Linked DNA regions of Mus musculus: regions 1, 2, 3, 4 and 5 are each linked to region 6. A link is a contact called in public Hi-C, HiCAR-type, HiChIP or PLAC-seq and capture Hi-C data. All regions are on one chromosome and are shown on one strand. Each heading gives the region's core, a stretch centred on a gene start, on an enhancer-like site or on the middle of the called end of the contact. The rest is flanking DNA. Distances are from core to core; before and after follow the strand shown. Region 1 holds the start of Lrch1 (leucine-rich repeats and calponin homology (CH) domain containing 1). Region 2 holds the start of Rubcnl (RUN and cysteine rich domain containing beclin 1 interacting protein like). Region 3 overlaps Lrch1 (leucine-rich repeats and calponin homology (CH) domain containing 1). Region 4 overlaps Lrch1 (leucine-rich repeats and calponin homology (CH) domain containing 1). Region 5 holds the start of Lrrc63 (leucine rich repeat containing 63). Region 6 holds the start of Sucla2 (succinate-Coenzyme A ligase, ADP-forming, beta subunit).

The links. Hi-C and Micro-C count contacts between places; a contact is called where the count stands out from the background. HiCAR-type assays count read pairs that join an accessible place to other places. HiChIP or PLAC-seq counts read pairs in DNA pulled down with a chosen protein or histone mark. Capture Hi-C pulls out chosen DNA fragments and counts their contacts.
Region 1: a contact with region 6 is called in a capture Hi-C map of embryonic stem cells, with 9 times the contacts expected there. The contact joins the promoter of Lrch1 here to the promoter of Sucla2 in region 6. A contact is called at or near these places in 10 of 39 promoter capture datasets (the 3T3-L1 cell line, HPC-7-derived erythroid cells, cranial neural crest and 5 more), 3 of 115 datasets of contacts at active chromatin or transcription factors (embryonic forebrain, forebrain and large pre-B cells) and 1 of 9 other capture datasets (embryonic stem cells).
Region 2: a contact with region 6 is called in a Hi-C map of B cells, with 10 read pairs. The contact joins the promoter of Rubcnl here to the promoter of Sucla2 in region 6. A contact is called at or near these places in 6 of 39 promoter capture datasets (the 3T3-L1 cell line, 3T3-L1-derived adipocytes, the C10 cell line and 3 more), 1 of 484 Hi-C or Micro-C datasets (B cells) and 6 of 115 datasets of contacts at active chromatin or transcription factors (astrocytes, embryonic forebrain, embryonic midbrain and 3 more).
Region 3: an H3K4me3 HiChIP or PLAC-seq map of pro-B cells shows a contact between it and region 6, with 6 times the contacts expected there. The contact joins the enhancer-like site here to the promoter of Sucla2 in region 6. A contact is called at or near these places in 2 of 39 promoter capture datasets (embryonic stem cells and neural stem cells) and 3 of 115 datasets of contacts at active chromatin or transcription factors (embryonic stem cells, large pre-B cells and pro-B cells).
Region 4: a HiCAR-type map of astrocytes shows a contact between it and region 6, with 4 times the contacts expected there. The contact joins the enhancer-like site here to the promoter of Sucla2 in region 6. A contact is called at or near these places in 3 of 39 promoter capture datasets (embryonic stem cells, hippocampal neurons and neural stem cells) and 2 of 115 datasets of contacts at active chromatin or transcription factors (astrocytes and large pre-B cells).
Region 5: a contact with region 6 is called in a Hi-C map of B cells, with 5 read pairs. The contact joins the promoter of Lrrc63 here to the promoter of Sucla2 in region 6. A contact is called at or near these places in 3 of 39 promoter capture datasets (hippocampal neurons, liver and pre-B cells) and 1 of 484 Hi-C or Micro-C datasets (B cells).

The regions. Positions count from the first base shown.
Region 1 is chr14:74,946,539-74,950,232 of GRCm38.p6, reverse strand. Lrch1 (leucine-rich repeats and calponin homology (CH) domain containing 1) reads left to right here and starts at 2,356. Exons shown (of 19, transcript NM_001252132.1): 1 at 2,356-2,849. The coding sequence starts at 2,573.
Region 2 is chr14:75,014,021-75,017,380 of GRCm38.p6, reverse strand. Rubcnl (RUN and cysteine rich domain containing beclin 1 interacting protein like) reads right to left here and starts at 1,354. Exons shown (of 14, transcript NM_198642.2): 1 at 1,215-1,354.
Region 3 is chr14:74,866,141-74,869,710 of GRCm38.p6, reverse strand. All of the region lies in intron 1 of Lrch1 (leucine-rich repeats and calponin homology (CH) domain containing 1), which reads left to right. Among named protein-coding and RNA genes, the nearest start is that of Gm52135, 49 kb to the right of the region's middle. Within about 2 kb of position 2,265, at least 69 of the 459 cell types and tissues checked have an H3K27ac peak or open chromatin away from gene starts, as enhancers often do. A contact at or near this core is called in pro-B cells, where this site is marked.
Region 4 is chr14:74,882,669-74,886,221 of GRCm38.p6, reverse strand. All of the region lies in intron 1 of Lrch1 (leucine-rich repeats and calponin homology (CH) domain containing 1), which reads left to right. Among named protein-coding and RNA genes, the nearest start is that of Gm10847, 38 kb to the left of the region's middle. Within about 2 kb of position 1,806, at least 100 of the 459 cell types and tissues checked have an H3K27ac peak or open chromatin away from gene starts, as enhancers often do. A contact at or near this core is called in astrocytes, hippocampal neurons and neural stem cells, where this site is marked.
Region 5 is chr14:75,129,526-75,133,035 of GRCm38.p6, reverse strand. It overlaps Lrrc63 (leucine rich repeat containing 63), which reads left to right and starts at 2,153. Exons shown (of 10, transcript NM_027581.1): 1 at 2,153-2,265; 2 at 3,402-3,510. The coding sequence starts at 3,448. It also overlaps a transcript of Lcp1 not described here.
Region 6 is chr14:73,551,107-73,554,768 of GRCm38.p6, reverse strand. Sucla2 (succinate-Coenzyme A ligase, ADP-forming, beta subunit) reads right to left here and starts at 1,983. Exons shown (of 11, transcript NM_011506.4): 1 at 1,872-1,983. The coding sequence starts at 1,961.

The DNA of each region.
Region 1 (3,694 bases), core at 1,107-3,606, 1.4 Mb before region 6:
TGTATTGGCTTAGGCTCCTCTGGGTGTATTCTCTAGAATGCTGCAGCTGGATCAGAACTCTTTATACAGATGTTCTGTTTTTTTTATTTTAATTTTCTTTTTATTTTCTGCACCTGGCATTCTGTCTTTATCTTTCAATATTCCACCACAGTATATAATATAATATCAGAATGTGGTTCTACCTTTATTTTAGTTTTGGAAGACCCTTCATGTTGATTTCCACAGTGGCTATACTAGTTGATGTTATTGCTAAAGGGACCTAAGTCTTCCTTCCCCTCCTCTCCTTCATTCTCATCAGTATCCGATGCTGTTTGTTTTAGTGCTAGCCATTTTATCTGGTGGTAAGATGTATTCTCATTGCAGTTTTGATTACAGCTCCCCCTGGTTAAGGACTCTGAACATATTTTGCATCTTTTTTTTTTTTAAATTATTTGTACTTTATCTTTTGAGAAGTGTCTGTTCATTTCATCTGCCCATTTGTTGACTGGATAGATTTCTTGGGTGTTTAATATTTTTCTGTCATTCTTTTAACATCCTAGATATTGACAACCTAAATTTCAAATGATGCTGGGTAGTCAAAACAATACTGAACAAAAAAGGTAATGGCTGGAGGAATGGCAATAGAAGATTCTAAGTATCACAGAACTGCAGGAAGAAACACAGCATGGTGTTGCCACAAAACCACGTAACTCAAAGGAGCAGAAGATTCAGGAATGAATCAGTGCAGCTGCACCTAAGGCTACCTCACTAGGTACCCAAAGCACACACCAGAGAAAAGAAGGTCTCTGGCACATCGCGCTGGGAAAGCTAGATTCTGCATGTGGAAGAATTAAACTGGATCTCTGTATCTTGCCCTGCCCAAAGATCAATTCAAAATGGATCAAAGCACTTAATATAACACTCAAAAACCTTAAATGGTCAAAGGAAAACAGGAAAAAACCCTCCATGATGCAGGAATTGGGAAGGATTCTCTGAAAAGAGCCCTAAGCTCACAGGAAATGATTACAAAAACTGTCAAGCAAGATTGAATGAAATGAAAATGCTTCTACACCACAAAGGAAGCAACAGATCGAAGAGACCGCCTACAGAACAGGGTGAAAACAAAACTAAGCTTAAGGCACAGTTTATGAAATCATAGAGACTTGAAGGAAGTGGAGCCAGAGAGGAGGAAGGTGGTGGGGGGTGAGGGCGGCACACCACTAGGTGGCGCCTGTTTCTTCCGGAATAAGTAGGATTTGCTCTCAGCCTGGAATCTCAGGAATTAAGGGGTAGCCCTGTAGCGAAGTCCATGCAAGTGACATAGATCATGTCATACTTAGTGCTGAGCCCAAGAAGTCATTAGGTCCACGCGGCTGCCTAGACTATCACAGATCTGCATTACTGTAGTATGTATGATAAAGTTGTATCATGTCCATACTTCACTCCAGCCTCATTTCTCCAAGCCGAGTCACTCCATAGAGACTATCAAGCTTTGGGTCCCAGGCTGTTAAGGTGTGGGAAGGGAATGGAGGCTTTATCAGTCTTCCAGCTGGGTGGCTTTAGGTGACACAGGTCCTCTGGCTCTTCCATGGGGTGCAAGGCCTGGCTCAGGCGCCCACTGTAGGTCAACCCATGGCAGAAGATTTGTTTGCAATCAGACAGTTCAGTTCCCATGCCTCACATGAATAAGAAGGTGGCGCACCCGGAACATTTCATAGTACCTAGGCTTAGGTTTAAGATATGACCTTTGTGATCACTAGGTCTTTGGCGTTCTAACGCTTGGAGTAATAATTTGGGTATTTTATCATAAAAATTACCCTTTCTCAAAGCCCTTCCTCTATAGATTTGTCTATTTGCCCTGAAGTCTTTCTTGTTCCTGTGGTCTGTAGTGAAGGTGCAAAATTTTGGTGACTGTGGGCTGCGTGTTCGAATTCTGCAGGGGTGATCGCGGCTCGCTTTAACTTCCTCTCGCTGAAGGAAGCAATTTTTCCACTCACAGATTTCCTGGATTTAGTGAGAGATTTTGTATGGTAAGCACCTAAATGCCAGGGGGCGTCCGTGAGGGTAAACCCACAGTGGAAAAACTGCTTTTGGGGGCAACTCTGGATCAATCAACCAGAACCACTCTCCTCCCTGTGACCTTGTATTCCAAATCTTGTCTCCCGCCTCGCCTGGGTTTTCATAAACGGCTTAAAAAAAATCCCAGAAGACAAAAACGAAACCGACAAAATACCCTGGCCCGCAGATGTGTAAACTACAAGGGGTCGGGCTGGAGAGAAAGTCACCCAGAATGTGCATCCAGTTCCAGCCAGCTTCGGGGGTGGAGCGCCAACAAGCTGCGGAGGAGGAGCGGCGGGCGGGGGCGCGAGCACGAGCAGACACAGGCGCGCCACCGCTGCCGTCGCTGCCGCCGCCGCAGCCCTTGGCTCCCCCGGCTGGAAACCTTGGCGATCGAACTGCTGCCTCCACCTCTGCGCCGCTTGCCGCCCCTCCCGCAGTCCCGCGGCTTTCGAGGGAGCGCTGCGGGGACTCGGGACCGCCGGGGAAACCTGTGACCCCGCGCAGGAGCGGCGGGGCGGGGGACCGGGAGAAGATGGCGACGCCGGGAAGCGAACCCCAAGCTTTCGCGCCCGCTCTCTCGGTAACCGCCCTGCACCCGCATCTCCACCAGCACCACCAACACCACCAACACCACCAGCACCACGGAGGCACCGGCGGCACCGGCTTCAACCTGCCCTTGAACCGTGGTTTGGAGCGCGCGCTGGAGGAGGCGGCCAACTCTGGGGGCTTGAACCTGAGCGCCAGGAAGCTGAAGGAGTTTCCCAGGACTACGGCCCCGGGACATGACCTCTCGGACACGGTTCGGGCAGGTGAGACAAGGCCGGGGCTGGCCACGCGTGTGCGAGCCGGGCTGTCGCTCCTTCCCGCCGGGCCCGAATGTGTTACTAGATTGGCTCGGCAGGAGCGGGTTCTGCAACGAGCACGGTGGTTGTAGCGGGCACGGTGGTCCTCCTGGCCCCGGCGACCTGCGACCGTGGTGCAGGAGCGCAGGGATGCGCCTAGGAGCTGTTCCTGGCGCGCGGGAAGTGGGGGCATCTCGGGCGACCGCGAGCAAGTCCAGAACACGAACCAAGTCGTGGACCTCTACATGGAAGCATTCTGCGTCCTGGTGGGTGGGGAAGGCCAGACAAAGGTGGCCGGCCGTCGGCTAGCCCTGTCCTCTCCGCGTAGTGTCGGGGCCCCGGCCTCCGCGCCGCGCGACCGTGGCTTGCTGCAGCCAGAGAGGCGGTGCCAACCTTGGTTCTGCGCCTGTGCGAGCAGAGGCTGGTGTCTGGCTCTCCGCCCACACATTTTGGTTCCCTCCACCGGGGCTCCCCGGTTCTCACTAACCCCGGTCTTTGCGGGGGCCCTGGAGGGGAAGCGTGGCATAGTAAATGAAAAGTAATTAAAGTGAGCCTGTTTGCCAGTGTGAGCCCGGCAAGTTGTAACCCGCGCCACAGAGCAGCCTGCTTCTTCAAGTTGTGTCATGTGTTGACATATTTTGGAGATGTCTGCTTTCCCTTTAGTAGTCGGAGTTGTGGGAGTGGACCCATAAACAGGAAGGAGGGTGGTGGAAGAGGGTTGGGGCCTTGGGAATCCGTGCAGATCTGACTTAAGTTTCCGACCATATCCTGTTCTGTTCTTTGCGGGACGATTTGTACCCCAGCGAGCGCCT
Region 2 (3,360 bases), core at 105-2,604, 1.5 Mb before region 6:
AAGGCCACACGTAAGGCTTTCCCAGGATACCTCTGTCCCTTCAGTTCATTAATCTTTCTAACTCTCAGGGGAACGGAACCTGTGTTCTCCCCTCTCACCAAGGGAACTGGGGTCATGGAGGTGCCTTGACGACTATTTGGACTTGGGACTTGTCTAAGAAATCCCAAGTTTACTAACTGGGCCCCAAACCTTTGCTCTCTCGAACCACAACTTCAACTGAAGATCTAGCACTTGGCAGTGTAACTTGCCATAGGGGCACCTCCAGAATACATGGGGAGGTATATTGTTTTGTTTGCTTGGTTTTGGTTTGTTTGATTTTGTTTTCTGAGCCTTCGTTCTCATTTAGAGTAATATCCCTTTTCAAGCATTCTCTCTTCCACGGGCAAATCCCTCACCGGGTCAGGGAATTGCTTCAATTCCAGGTCAGCAGGTAGACGGACTTCAGGTGGAGTGTGCTTGCTTACATTGGCGAAACGTTTTTCAGCTACCTTGACAAGTCCAGGGCAGTTGGATATGAGGATGGGGTTCTCAAGGTTCATGCCTTTGAGGAACTGAGAAGAGCCAGGGGACCGCCTGGGTTCGTCTCTGTCCTGCCGCAATGAGGATGCCTGGCTACCTCTCCTGGCCCTTGTTTTGTAAAGTCACACCGCAAAAGTCCTCTTCTCTCCAGAGACAACTTCCCACAGCTCCCAAGCAACCATGACACTGTCCTGAGCGCCTCCAGGAACATGGGTCACCCTAAGTCATCTCTCCCTAGCCCAGGGCTTCTCATCTGCACTGTGCCTTGCTTCCTGCAGGCAGGCCAGTAGGGCTCGCCAGCGCTGCTTCAGGACACCTTCAGGGGTCACTGCCTTGAGGACAGGCAGCTAGGACAGGGATGCAGCCAGGACGCTGCGGGGACGCCAGTTATCTTTGCTTCCCTCCGCCCGCGACACTCGTGATCTGAAAAGCTCGGGGAAAGCGAAGCCTGAGACTGCGAGAACGCGGAGACACGGGGACGCGCTCCCGAGTGGGCGCCTTTAGACCCACGCCTCACGGACACACTCTGCCCTCGGACGCCACCGACCCGCCAACCCTGGGTGTAATAAACACGAAAAACAAACTTGGCACAAATGAGCTCCCCGCCCCCAACTCCCAAGCTGCGGCTCCCCCCACCTCCCAACTCGGATGTGTAGGAGCTCAAGTCAGAGAACCTCGCGGGGACCGCGACTTACCTACGCCTCCTGGCCGTTTTATCCACCAAATAGCCACCTTGCCCCGTGGCAGCGACAGGTTCGGATCACCTCCTCCGTGTGCCAACAGCTCCGAGGTTCTGATGGTGCAGAGAGAAGCTGCCAACGAATACAGAAAGTTTTCACCAATAGAAACCGAAGTTCTCTCGACTTCGAACGTGCAACTGCCCTCAGCTCCTCTAGGTGGCGCACGGTGCTCTTTGGGGAAAGAACTGGGACTCTTAATCCTGCACACAGCTCCAGCATCCCAAGTCATCTCTGCTAAAATTGGGAAATGGATCCCTGCTTCGCCTACAGGGCTCCGTTCTCAAAACCTACTTCCATCGCTTTTGACGGTCCCTTGGTTTTGTTCATTGACTTGTCCAGGTCGTGGAGCAAATACAATGATATTTTGGATTATTTGTTTAACATCTCTGAAACACCTTCAGTCCCTGGGGCATCCTAGTTTGGATGGTTTAAACTTAACTAGTTGTTGCCTCTTCGGAGTAAGTTAGAAAACAATAAGACAAAGTCAGCTGAATACTAGCTGTCCATCATTGTCTTCCCCTTCCCGTGTGGCCGGTTTACTTGGGGGTTACACTGGGTTAGACCTGGAAAGATCCTGAGTTATCTGACCACCCTCTGGGAAAACCTGACATTAAAAGGTCAGAAAGAGGAGCTGGTGTGGAAGCAGAAGGATTGAAACTTTGATGCCAACAAAAGCTACATGGCAAGACTATTTCAAGACAAGTTAATAGACAAACAGTGCAAGTTAGTGCTAATGCTGTTGCTCGGCTGCTGAGCTTGCTTCCTTTTCTGTTTAAGTATCCTTGAAGCCACCCCTGATGGAAACAAATCATCTGTTTCAAAGCTAAGGGATATGTGGCTTACAGTGTTGTATAACTCATCTGAGGTCCCATAGCTAGATAGCACAGTCAGACTTGTTAAGGTAGGTGTATCTGGCAGGAGATCTTATATCCAATTTCTTTCTTTTTTTTTAAGATTTATTTATTTATTATATATAAGTACACTGTAGCTATCCTCAGATACTCCATAAGAGGGTGTCAGATCTCATTACGGATGGTTGTGAGCCACCATGTGGTTGTTGGGATTTGAACTCAGGACCTTCTCGACAGCCCTTATATCCAATTTCTATGAAGCATCAAATAAGCCGACAAATTATGAAAAGGGGACTATGTGAGAAACTTGATTCAGGAATATCTAAAAGGAGAGAAATCAGAGCACAGGACATGGAGAAAGAATCTTACAGTGAATGTCATGCTGAGCACATTAAAGTTTGAATCTGGGGCCTGGAGAGATGGCTCATCAGTTAAAAGCACTGACTGCTCTTTCAGAGGTCCTGAGTTCGAATCCCACAACCACATGGTGGCTCACAGCCATCTGTAATGAGATCTGATGTCCTCTTCTGGTGTGTCTGAAGACAGCTACAGTATATGAACTGGGCTTCCTTATATATAGTAAATAATAAAGAAATCTGAAAGTTTGAATCTGAGATGTCCCCTACAGGTTTTGTTTGTTTGTTTTTAAGATTGTTCCCCAATAGCTGGTGATATTTTGGGAGACCCTGGAACCTTTAGGAGTAGAGCTGAGCTGGTGGAAGTAGGTCACTAAAAGTGGGACTTTCATGTTTATAGCCCAGCCCCAATCCCACAACTTTCTGCTTCCTGCTCTGCTCCTATGTGAACAAGACTTTGCCTCCACCACCCACTCCAACAGATGGATGGAACCTGCCATTCTGACCTCCCACGATTGAAATCCATCTGTACTGGCTAGTTTTGTGTCAACTTGACACAGCTGGAGTTATCACAGAAAAAGGAGCTTCAGTTGAGGAAATGCCTCCACGAGATCCAACTGTAAGGCATTTTCTCAATTAGTGATCAAGGGGGAAAGGCCCCTTGTGGGTGGGACCATCTCTGGGCTGGTAATCTTGGTTCTATAAGAGAGCAGGCTGAGCAAGCCAGTAAAAAACATCCCTCCATGGCCTCTGCATCAGCTCCTGCTTTCTGACCTGCTTGAGTTCCAGTCCTGCATCCTTTGGTGATCAACAGCAGTATGGAAATGTAAGCCGAATAAACCCTTTCCTCCCCAACTTGCTTCTTGGTCATGATGTTTGTGCAGGAATAGAAAC
Region 3 (3,570 bases), core at 1,016-3,515, 1.3 Mb before region 6:
AAATCCATAAGTTCAAAGCCAGCTTAGACTAAATAATAAGACGTTGTCTCAAACACCCTCTCCTCAAATAAAACACATATACCCATATGTATATATATATATATATATATATATATATATATATATATGCATAGTTAATTTTAAAAAGTATAATTAGTTTGCTGGTATCTCATATGAAATATGCTTGCCAGTTTAATCTTAAGCTACTTGTAACTCAGACCTTATTTCTTACTATCTAATGGAATAAGACAGGGCAACGTGTTTGTCTCTATCCTCCCTAGAGCCCTTTGCTCCCTGTGGGCACCACTCTGAGGGCTTACTCTGAATGTCCCTGTCCAACCCTTTCAAGAATTCTGGAGCAGCTCCTATTCTTGTCTTCATGTTACAGGTAAAGAAACAGAGGCATAGGCAGATCTGTCCTTTCCAAGTCTTCTGAGCCAAGTGGTAGGGACAGGGCTTGAAGTTACTTACACTGGGTGGCCCAAGAACCTGCTCTCCAACCGTGTTTGACATTGCATTCATTCAGCAACATTCACAGAGCTCTAGCTGTGTGTCTCAGGGCCTCACTGCCGTAGAACTTATGAAGTTAAATACGCAAACACCATACACAACTAAATAGCTATCTGTGTGCTAAGGGAAAAAAGAAACTATGGGACAGAAAATGGTTGTGATAGATAAAGCTTTGAGAGCTTATCAGTGAGAGACCTACTTCTTGGTGGATCTCAGAGATATGTGCCTGAGAGCTGGACTCTCTCCAGGCTTTTAGGAATTTGCTTGCTATTTCTGCCTGTTTGCTCCTCGAAGTCTCTGGTGGTAAAATCTTCAGAGTCAGGACTCAACATTGCCTGGAGCCTTGTTCCCTTATTCTAATGCCCCTCCTGTGGTGAGTGTTGAATCATGGGGCTGGACTCTTATGTGTGTGGAGAGTGATAGGAAGTAGATTTCCCAGCTAGAAGGCTTTGTGGGGCAGCGAGGAAGTTCAGATGGAGAGATAGAGGAGACCTGGCCTAACTAATTGGAGAAGGGTGGTGACCCTAGGCCACCCCACCACCCAACATGTCCTCAGGAGAAGCCACAATATCAAAGTGGAAAGAGCTTTCCAGAGCATTTGGAGGTACAAGGTCTTAGGTGCAAGTGAGCCAGGGCTTTGCACTTCCCTGTGACGGGCACACATCTCACCCAGTTGACAGGACCTCATGGCTGGTACTGACACAGTAGTTCCTAACTATCTTGTCTCAGTCACTGTTCATCCAAAAATCACAGTCAGCTGTGATCCAAAAATAACATAAGCCTTCCCCCTCAATAGAGAGACCAAAGCCACACAGCTTTTATCACAGTTTGTTATGGAAGCTGTTCTACTTCTCTCTCTCTCTCTCTCTCTCTCTCTCTCTCTCTCTCTCTCTCTCTCTCTCTCTCTCTCTCTCTCTCTCTCTCTCTCTCTCTCTCTTTCTCTCTCTCTCTCTCTCTCCCCTTATTGGTATTCTCTTGCTTTGCCTAGTTTGTAAATTCCACTTTATCATGGGCACACATATAGAATAAAAGGATAGGTGGGCTCAGTACTATCTGGGCTCTTTAGGTATCTCCTGGGAGTCTGAGGCTGCAACCCTCTTGGGTTAGGAAGGGGATGCTGGCTTCTGAAGTTAATTACATGGTAGTATGTTTATGGTCTTGCTTGGTTTTCCTGAACCGGCTCATGATAGTGATTTCCAAGAGTGGGACTTTTCTTCTGACCACCAGGATATGGTCCACAAGGTCCCCAGCTGTCCTGGCCCATCAGAGCTTGTACATGGAGGATGCTAGTGGCTGCAGATTTCGGATGTTATTGCTGGCACACAAGGGATTCAACCCGTTCCTCGTGAACTACCACTTTCCGTTTTTTATACAAAAACAGCGTCCCTCCGCTCAATCTTGCTGACTGCACACTGGGTTCCACATACTGTTTTCCTTCTCTACCCTGCTTATTTTTACTCTTTTGGCCACTTTATTTTAGGGATTTGCAATGCTTGCTTTGGCAGCGTGATCCTCATTGTTTTATTTCTGGCTGCTTGGCTTTCGTGTGAATACTTCAATTAAGTAGCGGATGTGGGCAGACCGTGTCTTAGGGGTGCCGGTTTGCTGCCCCGAGTGTGTTTGTGTTGGTGTGTACTTGACTCTTCACTGCAGAGCAAGACCCCAGGGTGGGATTCCAGCAAGGGCAGTTGCCCGCCTGGGCTGGGTGGAGAACAAAGGCACCCAGGAGACGTCCCTTCATTTGGAAAATGTGTTAAAGACCTGATCAGAGGTCACGTAGCTTTCACAAGGCTGTGGAGTGTCTACTGACCAGGCTCAAAAATGGGCCAGTTAATGTTTTTTCTTTTTACAAGATTTACTCAGATGGACAGTCAATCTTTCCGAGAGCTCGGCTTCTGAGGCTGAGCCGAGAAAGGGCTCTCAGGAAGCTTTGGTGGCTGTTCACACAGCTGGGAATTAGTTCTGCTTTTTACTAGTCTGAACCTTACTGGGAATTACAGAGGCATCTGCCTTGGCTCGTTATTGTTAAGGAGGGAAAGAAGAGGGGGCTGTGAAGATGGGTCACTCAGAAGTACTTGCTGTGCAAGTGTGAGTTCAATCCCAGCACCTACTTTAAAAATAAGGTGTGTAGGGGGTGGGCAGAGACAAGAGGCTCCCTGGGGCTTCCTGGCCAGCTCCAAATAAGCCCAGAATAGAGACCAGGGGAGGAGGGGAGTCTTTCCAAAAAATAAGTAGGTGGACAGCAAGGGAGGAAGACACCTGGTGTGGAGCGCACATGTCAACAAAGGAAGGAGAAAATCTAGTTTTCCATGTCCGTGGCTCTTTCAAAATATGTACAACTTCATTCCTGGTTAGATTTTTGTTGCCCGGTTTGTATTGGAAACTTGCTGAGAAGACAATGGGAGTAAGGCTCAGATCCAGCGAGGGCTGACTCCAACTTGGGCAGTATTTTCAGCCCCACCTTTGGATCCTGCTATGGGACTCTCTGTGTGTCCAAACCAACATCCTCTCCAGATTAGCCCTGTCTCTGGGCACACACTTTCCCAAAGTTATATTTTAAGTACTTACTATGCCTAAGAGATACATAAAACAAAAATACCTCTAACCTGTAAGCCACTTGCCCTAAGACAGATACACCCTGAAATGCTGAGGGCTATTTATATAAGAAGTGTTTGCCCCCCAAAGCAGCTTGACCCAACCTCACCAGATGTCCCTGATCACATGTAGGTGGGAGGTACAGAGGCAGGACATATGTCAGGATATATGCTTGCCCCTGATTGGATGTGGTGGGAAATACCTGGCTTTATGGGTTTGCTTTTATAAGCCTTTGTAAAATGTGACTCGTGGCCATTTTCTGGGAACCCCGGAATAGACCTGGCCAGAGTCCATCATCCTGGCCAGTATTTAATTAATGCTTGTTTCAAAATTGGCTCAAAATTGTAGTAGTGGCTTTGTTCTCCATGGTGGGACCGGGCAGGGGTGCTCATTGCCCTTCCCCCATCCCTGTAGACTGTCGGGGCATCATATGGATACCACAAGAATCCCCATGGCTCCAGTCGT
Region 4 (3,553 bases), core at 557-3,056, 1.3 Mb before region 6:
GCTATACCATACTTGGAACAGAAAATCCAGAGTGGCCTTTGGTCTGGGGCAGCAGCAAACTGTGAGAGGTATTTAACAGGTGCGCCACAGACTTGCATCTGCTTCCTAACAGGTGACTCTGCTGGTGTTAGAGAGGAGCCAGGTGGAGGTAAGGTGTAATGGGGGAGTGGAGCTGTACCTGATTCTTGGCTGTTGCCCTAACTAGATCTCTCAGAAAAAAAAGAATTAAGTCAGACTCTTATTGTATTTGAATAAATTTGATATTTTAACACCCTCGATATTATAAAGTTTTATAAAGCCAGCATGTCAAGAAAATGTAAAGCCACCAGTTACCTTGTGGTTTTGTGGTCAGTATTTGTGGACACTGCCTTGCGATAAAGTGGAACAGTCCTCAGGTGGGTGAGCTTGCCCTGAACAGCTTCCACTGTCGATCCTGAAGGCTTCTTTCTGTCTTCTCTAGTTTGTGTTCTCAAGTGCTCAAGGGGTTTATTTGATGAATAGGTTTATTATTGCCTGTGCTGCAGACATAAGACTCTAAACCCTATCAAACCGCATTCTTCTTCTCTCTGTGATAGGGTGCTTGCATAAGCTGGTGTATAAAGCAGTCCTAAGGAGCTGAGTTAAATGGAACATGCTACGTTGCTGAAGGAGCCCAGGGATAAAATGTGCGAGATGCGCAACTTTCATAGAGCAGCTGGAATGGTAGCGTAGTTGGTAAAATGCTTGCCATACTTACCCGATGTTAGTTCAAGAGAGTGCTGGGATTATTAGAATGTTACACATACTTACCCATGATTTATATAACGCGCGCGCACGCACACGCACACTCACACACACACACACACACACACACACTCTACACCTTTCAAAAACAGCAACCATGTTAAGCGTTTAGCAGGCTTAACTCGTGCCTTCTCTGTTGATGGGATTCCTGTGTTGATGGGATTCCTTCGGCCAGCCATCCGCCTGGTTGAGACCGTTAAGCAACACTGAAGACCTACCTAGGGCACAGAGCTAACCTGCCACATCTTGACTGCTGAGTGGATTTGCTTCCCTTCAGCCTGGGTGGGTATGATTTGCATCTTTGCTAACAGACAAGTGTCTGCATGAGGCTCACTGGCAGAGGCTCATTAAAAAGCAGTGTGAATCCTGACCTTGCCTCTGGCAACAGGTACGGGCTTGTGGAACCCTTGTAAGTGGATTGGATTCCAGTATCTGTTGAGCTTCTTCACTGTACTACTGACATGAAAGTGTGGCTCTAGAATATTCAGGACAAACGACACTCGCATAACCCCCAAAGGAACTGTTCAGGGGTCAAAGGACCTGAAAGATGAAAAATTTCAGTATATGTGTTGTTGTTGTTGTTTTGTTTTTTGTTGTTGTTGTTTTTTTTTTTTATTCTATCGTATCTGTTGAAATCATTTCATACTAAGAATAAGCTAAGGATATAAATTAGTTTCTAATTTGAACAACTTGCCCTCCCCTAGGGTTTTCTAGCAGGGTGCAGGGACACAGGGCCTGCCTATTGAGAAGGTTTTACACTCGCTGTTTCTTTAGGAAGTTTGTCCTCGGTAATTTCCCTGAACTGGCTTTGTTGTGCAGGAGCTGCTCAGTGAAAGCTGAAGCCTTTTGGGAAAACAGTATTTGCAAGGGGCCAGGCTGCCCGGTATAATAGCCGATCCCTCTGGCGCGTGGCCCAGAGTAAGCCGAGGTTGAAGCTTTTAGTGTGGTTTAAAGATGCTGGCCTGTCATTGGCCTCCACTGTAATTGGGCGAGTGGTTTCGGACTGGGCCAGCGTTCTGCTTCTCCTGGGAGCAGCTGCTAGGAGGCTACAGAGTCCCTGTGAGCTAGGGACTCATCATCTGGTATGTTTAATGCAATCTGGTTTTATCTTGGGAGCAGTTTCTGATTAATGGTGGTAATTGCCAGGGACCGGCCCAGGTTTTTTTGTGCAAGATAAGATATAGTGCTCGGGTGATTAGCATGTGAAGGCTGGGTAGGGGCTCTCAGAAGTGCCGTGGTACTGCAGGAGACAGGTATGGAAGGAGAGTGAGGGAGACAAGACAAGCTGTAAGGATGGGGAGATCCACAAATGTGATTGGCTTAAGAGCCTTTTAAAATCAGTTCATGGGCTGGAGAGAAGGTCTTGAGTTCAAATCCCAGCAGCCACATGGTGGCTCACAACCATCTGTCATGAGATCTGACACCCTCTTCTGGTGTGTCTAAAGATAGCTACAGTGTACTTACATATAATAATAAAATTAGTTTATAAATGCTTACTACATTTATTTATTGTAGTGCGTTTGTGTGTGTTCACCATGCATATGGAGGATCAATTTCAGAAGTCCGTCTTTCTCTACCATGTGAGACCTGGGAATTGAACTTAGGTTCTCAGGCTTGGCAGCAAGCACCTTTACCTACTGAGCTATCTCACAGGCCCTAATTTAAGAGTCTTAAACCACCTATAAAGTGTGAGCTTCCCAGCACCAGTGAAACAAAGTATGGTTAGTTAGATTTTTGAAAAACACCTACTCATCCTCATCAGGTTTGGTGTGTGTGTGTGTGTGTGTGGGTGTGTGTGTGTGTGTGTGTGGGTGTGTGTTTGCTTGCTTTTCATTGAAGTCAACCTTTTCCTTGAGGGATGTGTTTAAGCATGTCACCTTTTATCACTGACTATGGATGGATGGGTCATGCTTTCCAAGGCTGCTGCCCCACCCACTTCTCTTAACTCACCGTGAGTTATGCAGCTCTGCCTCTGTTCCTCACTTTCAACAATTTTGCCTGCCAGGCTAAGTTGCTGAAAGACAGACAGAACAGAACACGCTGCCGTGCAGTCACCTTCCTTCATTTTGTCGCCTGGAGTGTGACGTGGATGGCGTGGGCTGGAGGCTGGAGGGATGAAAGCGTTTCCTGCAGCATGAAGGGAACTGGCTGGGATCCGATTCACTTAGCTTTACAGTGAGAGTTTTTTGCTAGTGCCCTGTTCTCTTCCATTTATTTCCTAGCGAATACGTACGCCTCCACCTTCGGTGGAATGCTAGTAGTTTGAGTTGGATTTTAATGAAAGCCATAGAGGCTTGAAGTCTTGCAGAAAAAACAAAAATCAGTGAAGTGGGGGTGGTGTGTGTGTGTGTGTATGTGTGTGTGGGATGGGGATGGGGGGGTAGGGCGTTCCATTCTAGGGAGGTCCTGGGACAGGTGGGAGGCTGGACAGCTGTGGGGGCGGGAACTTAGATTCAGCTGTTTGCCCTGGCGACACAATCTGTTTTAAATCAAGATGAAGAAGAAAGCATTAACATCATGATGGATCACTTGGCTAACCCCAAGAATGTTAATTATGTGTCAGAGATACATTTTTAACCCTTGATACAGTGGCATTTAGCAGGATTTTGTGGTGGGTGGATTCATCTTGTTACTCAAGTTCTTCCTCTTCCTTTTTTTTTAAAAACTAAACATTGGCCTGTCACCTGTCATTCTTAGCCCTGAGTTAGGCTCACAGAGAGCCCAGGCCATCTTCTCAGGCTGTTTGCTGCAGTGAGCTCTGTTCTAGCCC
Region 5 (3,510 bases), core at 904-3,403, 1.6 Mb before region 6:
TCTGAGCCTGCTCCATCCTTAGGACAGTCAATAGCATTATCTGCTGGGTGCTCACATCTCTGTTTTTGCATGAGGCCTTTATCTTATTTTAGCAACAACAACAACAAAAATGATGCAGGATGCCTATAACCTTGATGCTCACTGTGAACTTAAGCCACTTTTGCACAAGCCACTAACAGAACAAAAGCAGTGTGGTTCATTCTGGCTTGCAGTGCTTCTGCCAAATGGCAGATCTGAGGGGACACTTAAACTGGTACCGAACTGTACACCAGGTGAAATAGAACCTTAAAGCCAAAGCGGGAACACCCTCCCTTCCAAGAGATAAACAGGATGAAGGAAGACAAGGAGGAGGAGGAGGAGGAAGGAAGGAAGGAAGGAAGGAAGGAAGGAAGGAAGGAAGGAAGGAGAAGGTGAGGTAGCCGTACTTTCAAAAATAACAAATTAAATACAAGAAGTGCTAAAGTAATCAGAACTGAGTGGAATGTAGGCTTTCACAATTTTATCCCATGCTTCTGTCATTCCCATGGAAAATGTGTAAGGTATGGTAGAATAGCTGACATGGGCGTAGAAGACTTATCAAACCAGGGATTTAATTTTCATTACTATTTCATTTCTCTAAATGGTTGGAACTATAGTTACAGCAATAGTTATAGAAAACAAAATACTGACAACTGCTGAGGTTACATATTAAACTGCCCTGGGTCTGGCATGGTAGTTGCCAAAAGAAACCTGCAAAGAATGACAAAGCATTTTTTTTTAATTAACAAATGCACTTGCCTTGATTTTTGACTATGCAAAGCTAAGCATACATTTGAAACACATCTGTCATTGAAACTGAATTCCAGTAGGTCTCAGCTTTTAAGAATAGACTGCCCACACCTTTATCCTTAAGAATAGAAACATTTCTGCTGTTTACAAAATAATGAACAATATACATTACTTGAGACAAACGTGGCCACCAGATTTGCCTTTCTGTCTGCTTCCTGTCTTTCAGGGAAACCAAGCAATGTAAAACAAACACAGACGAAAGTGAAATAAAATCCCTGGTTTGGAAAGGGTACCTAGTAAACAACAAAGTAATCTACATAACAAAACCACCAACCAACACACCACAGGACAACAGTTGTACAGCATTACCCAGATTCATCTTTAATTATTTTCCCATTGGTTCAAAATATATGCTTGCTCTTAGGAGAAAAAGGAAGACTTGGTTAGTAAACGAATCTAGAAGTCTCTGATTTCCCAAGGTGCTATTGAAATTCCCACACCCTTATTTAAGAAGAGAAACACTTAAGGGAGGTGACTGGAAGGAAGTGCCCCTTACTTGAATTCTCAGTTGGATTTTCCCGTCTCTGTAATAGGTTCTTTCCAGTTTTCGTTCTCAAATCTCCAGAGAAGCAAGCACATACAGGCAAACAAGCGCGGTATATCTACCACTGAACATGGAGACAGCACCAACACCGGTAATCACAGCCAACCACCGTGACAGTGAGACCTGGGTGTCCTTTTAAAGAGCTTTGGAACCACTCACTGCCTTACAGCTCTCGGTTCCCACACAGTTCCACTTCCACCAAGAACTTTAAAAACAGAAAGACAAACCAGGTTGCACCCAAGAGACAAGAAGGAAAACAGAACGTGCGATTTGGAGACAAGGGTTTTACTGCAAAATGAGTAACGGTGGCCAGCTGCCCAAAAGTGTAGCCGTATTAGAAAATGCCAACCCAGTCTCCAGACACCGGTGTCAAGTCATGGAGAAAAGTAAGTAAATAATAGTGGCCACTGTTTTAAGAGTAAGAATAGTAATAACGATTGTCACCACAGCCTTCCGTACAGCTACACGTGGAGCCACTCCTCCCGGCTCCACCACTTCAGCCTCCGGGCATCCTGCGCTGCCCGCAGCAGAATTAGGGGCCACTGGCCTAAGGTGGCGAAATCAGTGGGTGGATCGAGTGGGCGGGGCAGATGGGCGGGGCTCAATGCCCCGCCCCTAGTTCCCGACGTGCCCAACCCTCGTGCGCCTGCGCTTCTTACCGGGCTAGCTGGGGGGGGGGGGTGTGCGGGTGCGGGGGGGTGGGGAAGTGTTGGGGGGCGGGGACTAGTTGGTGGTCCTTACTATGAGCGTAATTCGGCTGTAGCAGGGCTTGGGGATGCTGCTAAAGGAGCTGCGTCCAGCACAAACATGGAATTAGACCTAACTGGAGACCTCGCTAGACAGTCACTGGCAGCCAGGACTCAGGGATAAAGGAGATGGACGTGGGAAATCTGGTCTGTGTGCTTGAAGGCAGGGTCCGTAGGAGCTGGACACTTGGGGACTGGGGGGTGGTGATGGGGTCTCCCCACCAACTAGAAAAGGAAACTTGTGGCGGGCGGGCACGCGCTACCAGCCGACAAATCAGGAGCGAGCGCTGGCCTGCAGTTACCTTTCGCGGGTAAACCGCTCTTCTGCACCGCACCAGGGTTCCCTGCCTGCCGGGCATTCCGCGGAGCTGCACTGTGCCAGGCACTTTTGAGGTTGCCCTGAAAACAAAGACTTATTTTGGGCGGTGGGGCGTGGGGGGGGGGGCGGAGGACAGCTGGTGTCCTTATTTCCCTATTCTCTGGGATTCCCCGCCATCCTGGAACATCTCATTGTATTAAAAAGCCTGTCTTATTTTGGAGTTGCATAATTATGGACAAATTAAGTCAGCTGAGAGTTAAAACAAGCCATCGCCATACAAGAAAACCGTTTGTGTATGGTTAGATACTGTGGGATTTCAGAGGCCTTTACCTTCTTTTTTTTTTTTTTTTCCAAAATCCCTTCTAAGTCTATACTGATAATATTTGGGAGGTAGTGAATGAAATGCCAATGCCTATATTGCAGGGAGAGAGGTCACCATTTACTGACTGAAAATAGCGTTGGCTGGTTGAATTTCATACTCACACGGGAAATGTTAGCAAGGTCTAGATTAATAATAGAATATGTTTTATCTATATTAATTATTAATCTAAATTTTTAAAAGAAACCACCCTTCCCCGTGTAGCCCAGGCTGACCCTCCTGTCTCAGGCTTTCAAGTGTTGGGCTTACAAATGTATTTCCCAACTTCTAATTTTAAGCAAATTGGAAAGCAGGGGGATTTGGCTCAGTGATATGGCCTTGCATGAGACCAGAGTTTCAATATCCAGTACAGAAAGAAAACGTTAAACTTTTTGAATGCCTCTCTGTCTTTCTTAAGCTCCATGCTTAAGCCTGTATTAAAAATATGCCATTTTAAAAGTACTTCAAAAATAAATTTTAAATGATTTTTTTTACTCTTTCCCCCCCCCCCCTCCTTACAATGCTAGCCTGCTTAAACTCAGTATCATAGCAACTCAGAATGGTTTCCGTAAGGATATTTTCTAAGTGATAACCACTTCTTTTCAGTAACGATTCGTTCTCAGGAAGTTCAGTTCTCACTTAACCAGCAGCTATGAAAAAGAGCATTTATCGCTCACTCAAAACCCAGCAGCATCCACTACTTCTGCGAAGACCC
Region 6 (3,662 bases), core at 734-3,233:
GTCTCAAAATAAGAGGAGTGGAACTTAAGGAAAAAGAACATTCCTGACCCCCCAAAGTGGCCAATTCCTGGACAAACCCATGAATACCTGTCATAACCTGGGTTATTCTCCACGTAAATACAGAAAAACTGGAAGACCAGAGGAATAATTGCTTTTTCTTTCCAAGACAGGGTTTCTCTGTGTATCCTGGATTATCCTGGAACTTACTCTGTAGATCAGCTAACTTTGAACACAGGGATCCAAGTGCTAAGATTAAAAGGTCTGAGACACCACTACCCTGCTCAGAGGAATAATTTCTTTCAGTGAACTGAATTACTAAATTTAGTGTATGACCTTGAACAAGTTTCCTCCTAAGATATTGTGTCCTCATCTACAAGAGCAACTCCAAAGCCACATCTTTTTTAAAGATTTATGTATATGAGTACACTGATGCTCTCTTCAGATACACCAGAAAAGGGCATCAGATCCCATTACAGATGGTTGTGAGCAACCATGTGGTTGCTGGGAATTGAACACAGGACCTCTGGAAGAGTACTCAGTGCTCTTAACTGTTGAGCCATCTCTCCAGCCCCCGCCCCCCAAGATACATTCTTAATGCTATGGTAAAAGAGAAAGAGCTGAAATAAAGACAATTTATCAAGCATCCCATAGATGCAAAGGCATCTCTCTTAAAGGAATTTTCAAATAGATTAAAAACTATTAGAATAAAATCCTATTTGTTCACTAAATCCTTATCCTCTTAAAACTTGGCAGCATTATTTAAGGAAGGGAGGGGGCTAAATCTATCCACCTATGATGTGTCTAGTTACTTCAAAACATAACCAAAACTCTATCTTAGAAAGCTAATCCCGCTCTTGAAGTTTTAAGGTACTAACACTGAGGGCCAATTTGTTTGGGGCTTGTTGTTGTTTAATTGGTTTGTCTTTGTTATTTAGTGACAAGCCTTGGCTGGCCTTGAACTATGTATGTAAAAGATGACCTTGAATATCTCATTCTCTTGCCTCCACCTTAAGTGCTAAGGTTACAAGGATGCTGGGGATAGAACCCAGGACTTCCTACATGCCAGGCAGGCCCTCTACCAAATAAACTGCATTCCCAGTACCCACTTTTTGTGTTTGAATGCTGTAGAACAGACACAACAAGCACACAGCTTCAGAAATGGACCCTTGTGGAACTAAACCTCAGTTCTGTCTCAGACTGCTATGTCTCCTAGGCCAAAGTACTTCTCTGAGCCATCATCAGATCGTCATCAATGGTTACTGGCCTTAATGACAACCCCTGTGCTGTTGACAAGCCTAATGACCTTAGGACAACATCTGACACTCCCTAAATGTCGAGAAACAAAGCAGCAAAATAGGTACTAGAGTCTGTCCAGAAGTGAAATCCTCTAAAAGATTTACTCTCCCATCTAATCCTTACTCTCCCATCTAATCAGCTGGGAAACTGAAGAACTCGTTATCAGTACTCACTACCAGGACTGACTGATAGATCAGCTCTGCTGGTGTTCCTAAGTCCTTCCCACCTACGACAGTTTGCTGGACCTCAAAGTACACTTGAAGGGCATCCCCTTACCCAAAGGGGGTCCGGAAGCGTTGGCCCCGGGCAAGGACAGCCCCCGTCCCCTCTGGGATCGCTCCGGCAGGCTCCCGCAGGTGAGGCCGACTGCCAGGCCGCCCTGCCGGGCCTCCAGCGGCCGGGGGACGGAGCCGAGCCCAGCTGCCCCGAGCGCCAGCTCGCAGCCCTGGCCCGCAGCCTCTGTGCAGAGCAGGGCATCCCGGCCGTGCCAGCGCCGCTGAGAGCCCCGGAGCTGGGCCGCGCCCCTGAGCCTTGCCCGCCGACCCCCGCGGCCAAAGCGAACAGGGCGAGCTTACCTGGGCGGCGGCTCGCAGCGTAGTCTGCGGCCGGTGGCTCCTCAGGGCGGCCGCGGCCAACTGCCGGCCGTAGAACATGGACGCCGCCATTTCTGAGTCCGACCCGTCCCCTGGGCACCGCGCAGGCGCAGAGACGCAGTTGCTCTCGGGGCGCTCCCGGCCCGAGACAAGGACAATCCTCGGGGGCGGGGCCTCGCGTTAACCCCGTCGCTGCCGGAGGAGCCGGGTTTGGCAGGCACAAAGCAAACTTTGGCCTTCAGAACTTTGACCTCAGTGACATGTGGACAAGGGGCCATCAGAACGCTTCCTAGAGAACTGTGACGCTGCTACTTCAGTCTTCTTACCTTCTCTGAGCCCTAGTGGCCTCACAAGTGAAATGGGGTTACTTAGGGAAAGCGAATGTATGCGTTGAGCCTTTAGGATACAATAGATACTAAAATAAAACATAACACAAAATAATAAAGACAGTGCCACTGATACTCAAAAGACTGTTACTCACTAGTTACTGAAGCCGCCCATACTGAAAACACTCCTAACAAAGTGTTTGAGAGAGCTAGAGAGATGGCTTAGTAGTTTGGAGCTGGTACGGCTGTGGCACTCAGCTGAATTCCCAGCCTCATGTCAGACAGCTCACCACTGCGTATGGGCTCTGAAACTCTCTTCTGGCCTCCCTGGGCACCAGCACACACGTGCACATACATATATCCAACAATGCATACATATTAAAAGAAAAGAAAAGAAAATACTATCACATTTGAACTGAAAAAGATGGGGTAACCCAGGACCCAGAAAGACCTATTACATGTTCTCTCAAATTTAAATATGCTATCTTTAAATTTTTATATGTATGTATTTATGTGTGAGCAAGGATTAGAGGCCAGAAACTATAGAGGGCCCCATGAGAAGACACAATAATATGTTTGTGTGAAGGCACAGTAACTAATAAGACTCATGTAAGAAGGAACAGGGCGGTGAGGGAAAGAAGGAAGGGATCAACCAAAACTACTATAAAAATGGTGTAAGAAAGCCTATGAGTTGTAAGAAAGCCTATGAGTTGTATGCTAACTTTAAAATATACCCACCCCAAGGCATGCCTGATAGTTTATGCCTGCAATCCCATCCCAATGGAAGCTACAATGAGAAGTTAAAGAACTCCAGACTACTCTACAACTCACAGGGGGGGGGGAGATACCCCACTAGCCGTGAAACCCATCAGCAGCATCCTTTCATGGAGGGGGTAATGGTCTCATGAGGCCTCCCCCCTCCTTGAGGATTGGTTGAAAGTTAATGGTTGGCATTGGAGTGCATTCATTCAGTGGCGTAGCCTGTGTTCCTGTAAGCAAGCCAAATGAAACGTGTTCAGCCATCAAAGAAGAGACAGGAAAGTGAAGCCTGCAGAATTAAGAAACAAAAGTCGAAAATGGGTGAATATGATCGAAATGAACTAAATACTGGGGCTAGAAAGGCAGCTGTTCCACAGTTAAGAGCCACAGCTGCTCTTCCAGAACGTTCCAGTATGATCCCCAGCACCCTTATGGCAGCTCGCATCACCTGTTCCAGTTCCAGAGATCTGATGCCTTCAAGAGCACCAGGCATGCGACTGGTACACAGGCAAAACACTTGTACACATAAGATGAAATTTTAAAATGTATTAGATGCATGCATGAAATGCTATAATGAAACACATTGTTATGTACAGTTAAGATATGCTAATAAAAATACTTTTAAATAAAAAAACAAAGTAAGAAAACCACCCCAGGCCCCACCCAGGGGAAATTAGGGAATTTTTAT